Linked DNA regions of Mus musculus: region 2 is linked to region 1. A link is a contact called in public Hi-C data. All regions are on one chromosome and are shown on one strand. Each heading gives the region's core, a stretch centred on a gene start, on an enhancer-like site or on the middle of the called end of the contact. The rest is flanking DNA. Distances are from core to core; before and after follow the strand shown.

Region 1 (3,231 bases), core at 519-3,018:
GTAAATTTTGTAGCTAAAGTTTTAGATTTGACAACAATCTATTGTCCAGACTCTCTAGTATCTCGCTGCTATATGATCCCAGCATACGTAATGACACCCTAATTTCCTTCTCATTAAAAGGTTTTTTGTTTTGTTTTTTTGTTTTTTGTTTTTGTTTTTTTTTTTTTTGTTTTTTGTTTTTTGTTTTGTTTTTTTTTTTTTTTTTTTTGAGACAGGGTTTCTCTTGAGTTCTGTCCTGGAACTCACTTTGTAAACCAGGCTGGCCTCAAACTCAGAAATCCGCCTGCCTCCCAAGTGCTGGGATTAAAGGCATGCGCCACCACCGCCCAGCGTGTCATGAGTTTTTAAAGTTTAAATTAGGCTACAGATATTACAGGATGCATAAAGATAGAAGAGCCACATAGAGGGTTTGCTACTGTGGACACAGGCTTTGCCTTCCCGAAGGTGTACAACGGCTGAAGCACCCACAGGTAGGTGTCTGAGTGCTCCTAGCCACAGACTGGGTCCCTGAAGTGTTGAAATAAGTGACTTGGTCAAGAGGCACAACACTCTGCATCCTGATTCAGATAAGCAGCCCTGGCTTTCAGTGGGAGGCGGCAGAGAGGGCTTGGCAGGCACCTGTGTTGCCTGGCCTGGTGAGGGAGTCTTTCTCCTGTCTTCCAGCTTGCTGGGGAATGCCTGGGCTAGGGAGTTGGTCTGGATGGCTGTCAACAGCTCAGCGAGGGTGGAGGAGGGTGTCCAGACGTGTGTACTACAAGGAGGAATGTGAGAACTGCCAGGCAAGCAGTTCCCCTTCCATATCTGGGAAAGGCTGGTGGTCGGGAAAGAGACAGGCAGGATAGGGTTGGCAGGATGTGTGGTAGCAGTCTTCATTCTGTATGGGTACCTATGAGGACAAACTATATTCAGGAGGAAGGGCATCTAGCTCTCAGGCTGTTTTAATGTGGCCTGGAGTATCTTCCTTCTACTTTAGGAAGAATAGAGAGGGCCCTGGCATGGCCTGGAGGCTCAAAAGCCTTAGCATAGGGGAATGTGTGCCCACATGTGTAGGCATGGCCACACTACTGTAAATACCTAGTGCACCCCGTAGTGTTGAAGGGCTCCACCTGTCTGAATCCACCGATCTTTCAGCTTATGAGAGCCAGGCCTATGTCACCATGCTCAGTGGTAGACAGCCTTAGCCTTGCCCAAATGAGGCCCTGAAGCTGACAGAGAAAAGAGGATTTCTTTCATCTCTTGAACCGTAGTTATTTGTTAGAATGCGGTTTCTTGGATGGTTAGTATTGTGCACAGCTTCAAGCCCAGCACATGACTGAGCACTGGGGCGTCTCCTGGAATGAGCTCAGCAACCCTGGTGGTCATAGGCCACGCTTGGCCTCGACACATGCACAGCAGCCCTGCAGGGGAGGCCGGGAGAGCAGGTAGAGGGAGCCGTAGCCGTCTGGGGCAAGCACCACCTTGCAGCTGTGCTCGGCTCATGAAAGAGTCCTTTTTTCCTACCTGTCAATTACGACCTTCGGAGGGAGAGTCAAGCAGAAATGGAAGAGGAAGTGTGGTGTGGCTCTCCATGTGAACTATGCTGGGGAGCCAGGCTTGGAGCCTTGCTTGTCTGAGCCCCTTGGGAACCAAGTATATCAGAGTTTGTTCCAGATGGGAGAGGGAAGGAGGCAGCCTGCCAGCTCTGACAAATGCTGCTTGCTGTAGGGCTGGAGGCTGCTGGCCCAGGGCCTGAGCTGGAGGAGGCTAATGATAGTGTGAGGAATCAATCAATCCCCCAGATGAGGGAGGCTTCCTGCTAGAGGCATGTGGCTGCTTTTCTTTTCATCTTCACAATGAATGTCTTATTCTGGGCTGTCCATTTGGGAAAGGGAGGGAGCAGGCAAAGAGGAGCCCTGCAGCCTCGCCCAGGGCAGCACTCCTGCATTGGAAGCGTCTGTCCGTCCGCCCTACCCATGCCTTCAGGGACCGTCTTGGTGACTCAACAGGATGAGGCTGAGCAGTTTGCTGCTACCCAGTCACCTTTACAGTCTCCCTTCCTCAGGAAGCCCTTAGCTTTTGGGGGAAAGTCACATGCTTTCCAGCTAGGTGGACTTGGGTTTAAATTCTAGATGTGTTGTTTGTTGTTAACTCTTTGAACTTGGAGACTGAACTTCTCAGATGCTCATTTTGCGTCCTAGTCTGCAGTAATTCTTCCAACATCATAGCATTGACATGCATGCTTCAAGTAGAGCTGGACACATGACTGTGATCAACAAATAGCTGTTTCAAAGACCACAACTCAGTATCCAGAATCTACAAAGTACTGCAGAGAGAGGGGTGGTGGTGGTGGCAGAGACAGACACACGAGAGGTGGGGGGCAGAGACCCAGGAGACAACTGCCAATCTACAATAGGCTGAAGAAAAAGGAACAGGTAGATCTCAAAAGAAGAAACACAAATGGTCAGCAAATGTTTTAAAAAGTGTTCAACATCCCTAGTCATCAGGGGAATGATTTGAGATACTTACTGTCACATCCTAGTCAGAATGGCTGTCATCAATATATCTGATTACAAATGTTGGAGAGGATGTAGGGGAAGAGAAACCATTATCCATTGCTGTGCGAGTCCAAATTATACAGCCATGGTGCAAATAAATGGAGACTCCACAAATAAATAAATTTTAAAAAATTGCCGTAAATATTTAAAAAGAACCGCCAAGTTCCTACGCTCCATCCAACTACTCTCTGCCCACCAACTCTCTGGCAGGGCCGGAGCTCCCGAGTTCCCTTCGCTGCCATACCAGCCCCATGCAACGACCGTCTACCCCTCAGCCAGCGACCACAACACCCAGCAACCTGGTAGAAACAAAACTCTAGAAGTTTATAATTAAGTCAGATTTATATATCAATAAATTCTCAATTCACAAGATGCCCACACAATAATTTCAGAGCCAATCAATAATGATATAAGCTGCCCACCTAGATCAGACAAGTTATCCCAATTATTCCATTCCTATATGATATTCATAACTACCTGTGGCTATTTAAAACCATGTGAGATCAGGATCTTCTTCCTGTCTGTCCGCCTCCATCTTGGCTTCTTTTCTCTCCTCTCTGAGTCGTTCTCTGACCCTGCAACTCTTCACTCTGCTTCCCTTTTCCCTGTCCAATCACAGGCCTCCTGCTGCCCCACCATTGTCCTCCTGGGCAATGAGACTCTATGCCCTACCACAGAGATACTTGAACCTCCATCT
Region 2 (3,231 bases), core at 491-2,990, 160 kb after region 1:
AGGCAAAAATTACTAACCATTTCATCCTCAAGTCCTCATGGGCTCTGCAGCAGACACAGAGGATATTCATCAGGTGGTGTGAGAGGCTGCACTTTTGTCTGTCTGAGCTGGGTGACCTTGCATGGGTAAAGAGAGTCCTGATCCAAGCCTGAAGCCAACATGGAAAGAGCCAATAACCTGTGTTTCTCAACACCCCCACAGCAGCAAATTTCCCATCACACCCAGCCGAGTTCATCCTTCTGTTCCTAGCTCTGTAGGATGCTGCTTGCTCAACTGCCTACTTAGCTACTGCCTTAGTTAGGTTCTATTGCTGTGAAGAGATGTCATGGCCACAGCAACTCTTATAAAGAAAAACATTTACTTGGGGCTGGCTTACATATTCAGAGGTTTAGCCCATTTTCACCGTGGTTGTGCATAGACAGATAAGATGCTAGAGAAGGAGTGGAGAGCTCTGCATCTGGACCAATAGGCAAAAGGAAGTGAGTGGTAAGCCACCAGGCAGGCTTGAGCTTCTGAGACCTCAAAGTCCAGCCCTTAGTGATGCACTTCTTCCAACATGGCCACACCCACTCCAGCAAGGCCACACCTCCTATTAGCACAGTTCTCCGTGAGCCTATAGGAAGCTGTTTTCTTTCAAACCACCACGGCTATGTAAAATAGAAAATAAATTCAGTTAAACTACTAGTGCTAAGGAGTTGATATAACCTCTGACCCCAGATGAGTCCATGGTTTGACTAATGCCTCCAAGTTGGGAATGTAAAGGCCCTAGAACTTTGTATGCCTTAACCCAACTGACGCCATGATGGAAGCATCATTCAGGCTTTGGAACGCAGCCTGTAGGTAGCAACATCCACCAAAACAAAAACAAAGACCTAATCCATCAATGTCCATAGTTCTGGAAATGTCTCTAGATGTACTAACCTTGTTTTTCGGCATCTGTAGTTCTGCTTCTGGCTAGCTGTTCTTGTTGACTGAGGTGTGTCAGCCCAGTTTATGGCTTTTGTGCTTAAAAGCTCACCCTGAGAAAAGTTCAGGTCTGTACTTGGGTCCCAAACACCCAGTATAGTCGGTGGTTGGCTAATTCTGTTGTCTTGAACCTGTGCCCGAGTGGTCTTCCATGCCTCCTAACAGCCTGACAGAAACCAGGTTGGCCTTGAACTTAGTACATTGTCAAGGCTGGCCTTGTGCTCTTAATCCTCTGTCTTTGCCTCCTATGTGCTGTGATTATAAGTGTGTGCTGTCAAGCCCCAACCTCCAAAAAGACAATTTGGGCTCAGCTCAGGCTGAATTCCGACCCAGTAAGCACTTAGCATTCTTCAGAAACCTTGTAAAGTGAGTTTCTGTTAGCTAATACTTTTTCCTCTGCTACTACAGTCCCCCTCGGTCCCCCAAAATCCAGAGCCAGCATCTAGTCCTCTATTTACTCAAACAAGCCACCAACAGATCAGAGCCCTGTGCTAGATTCCAGCTGTTCCAGATAACTGCCCTCCCCCTCCTCCTCCTCCTCCTCCTCCTCCTCCTCCTCCTCCTCCTCCTCCTCCTCCTCCTCCCCTTCCCCCTCCTCCCCTTCTTCCTCTTCCACATAACACATAGTAACCAGCAAGAGTCTCCCACTATCTTCATGCTCTTCCCTACTCCTGCAGCCCTGGCAATAACCAGGCTGCTGCTCCCCCTTCCTGCTCTCTGTGCTACTCTCTCTGTCCCAGAAAGGCAGCCATTACTGACTCCCCCAGATGCCGCTGGCTGTTCTTTCCCTTATCTACAATACCACCTTCCCCCAGTAATGAATCAGTCACGTTGACAAGGTCTTCACTCTACAAGGTCTTCACTGTCCTCCTCAAATACCAACGCCCACAGGCGTTCTTCTTATTTCCTTAACCTCTTCTTTCCTTCTCCTAGTCTCACAAGGAAGCAAGCCATTACAGATTGTGGCTGCTGGGAAATCAAGGAGGAAGGGAGGTGGAGGTGTTTGTAGGTTTGCCAAATGAGAGTGAGTGAGAGTGGGAGAAAGCGCCAGGATTCTTTGTTCCCTCCACTTCCTGCACTGTCTCCCCCACTAAGAGTTAATTCAGGGGCAGGTTGGTCACCTGGCCAAGGATCTATCCCTCAGGAAGAATTGGCCCACCCTAAGCCAATAATTATCCCTTTACTGAGGCAAGGCATGTTTTCTTCCCAGACACCCCCCACCCCCACCCCACCCCAGCACGGTCTCCTTCACAGTGCAGCCATACAGCTCTATAAGTCTGAGTTACTCACACAAGCGTGACTTTGCTTTTCTTCTTCCTGCCCCCTCTCTAAGCATGCTTTTCCTAATGGTCTGGGCTTTACTTTTCTAATGCTTTGCTTCCTGCCAGGTGGTCGCTTGCCCTCCCTGTGTCTGAGCTCCATATCTGTTTAATTCAAACAGCATGGCTGTGCCCTTCTCCATTCTCCTCTGGGCAAGATTTCCAACTTGCTACCTTATGATTTTCCTTCTAAATTCTAATAAAATTGTCCTGACATTTTTATCTCATAAAGGTCCATGATTCACCAAAGAATGATACCCAGGACTCAAATAGTATATAAAAGCAAAGAGTGTTTTATTCTGCAGAAGTCCAGAATGCTGGAGTCTCCTGTTCCAATGTGGGGATGCCCATGTGAGTTTGCAGGCCCAATTTAAAGTACATCAGGGAGTCCCGGGGAGGTGTAGGTAGGTAACCTCTATCTCTTGGCTCTATCTCTGGGGACATTCCAGAACCATTGCTGGGGAAGTCTGAAAACTGTTCCCGAGGACATCTGGAAAGTGATGCTGACCGTGTCCTTACCTCAGGGCCAACGGCAGGGTAGCTTCTGAGGTCTGGACTTGCCCGGGTCTTGGAAACAGAAATTTAGGCCTAGTCTCCTGTTTGAAGCCAGCTTGAAGCCTGCCACGGAGTCAGCGTGTCTCAATCTGACTGTTTTTAAAATTCTTTTTATCAAAGAGACCAAGACCCACTAAAGGGGGCCCCAATTTCCCTTATTTTAGCAGCAGTGTTACAGTTTGATGTAAAAGATGTGAGTGTGAGAGAGACAGAAAAGACAGACAGACACCAGGAAATGCACACATGTTTATTAAAGAACAGTGTGAACGCCTTCTGATTATGAATCCTTCCCCTGCCAGGCTGTTGTCCGCCACCACCACCCGCCCCACCCAGCATGGATGGCATTCCTGGGGGAAATTTTAATTCTTTGAGTCCTTTGTTTGAATAGGGT

What was found. A called contact is a pair of places that touch in the nucleus more often than the background predicts.
Region 2: a Hi-C map of uterus shows a contact between it and region 1, with 3 times the contacts expected there. The contact joins two enhancer-like sites. A contact is called at or near these places in 2 of 15 datasets of contacts at CTCF or cohesin (the NIH/3T3 cell line and pro-B cells), 29 of 484 Hi-C or Micro-C datasets (the AML12 cell line, CD4 T cells, CD8 T cells and 21 more) and 7 of 115 datasets of contacts at active chromatin or transcription factors (astrocytes, bone marrow-derived dendritic cells, embryonic stem cells and 2 more).

What each region holds. Positions count from the first base shown.
Region 1 is chr16:23,239,148-23,242,378 of GRCm38.p6, forward strand. The region is part of intron 1 of St6gal1 (beta galactoside alpha 2,6 sialyltransferase 1); the gene reads left to right. Among named protein-coding and RNA genes, the nearest start is that of BC106179, 15 kb to the left of the region's middle. Within about 2 kb of position 1,769, at least 153 of the 459 cell types and tissues checked have an H3K27ac peak or open chromatin away from gene starts, as enhancers often do. A contact at or near this core is called in Sertoli cells and uterus, where this site is marked.
Region 2 is chr16:23,399,946-23,403,176 of GRCm38.p6, forward strand. No RefSeq gene overlaps it. Among named protein-coding and RNA genes, the nearest start is that of Rtp1, 28 kb to the right of the region's middle. Within about 2 kb of position 1,741, at least 31 of the 459 cell types and tissues checked have an H3K27ac peak or open chromatin away from gene starts, as enhancers often do. A contact at or near this core is called in Sertoli cells and uterus, where this site is marked.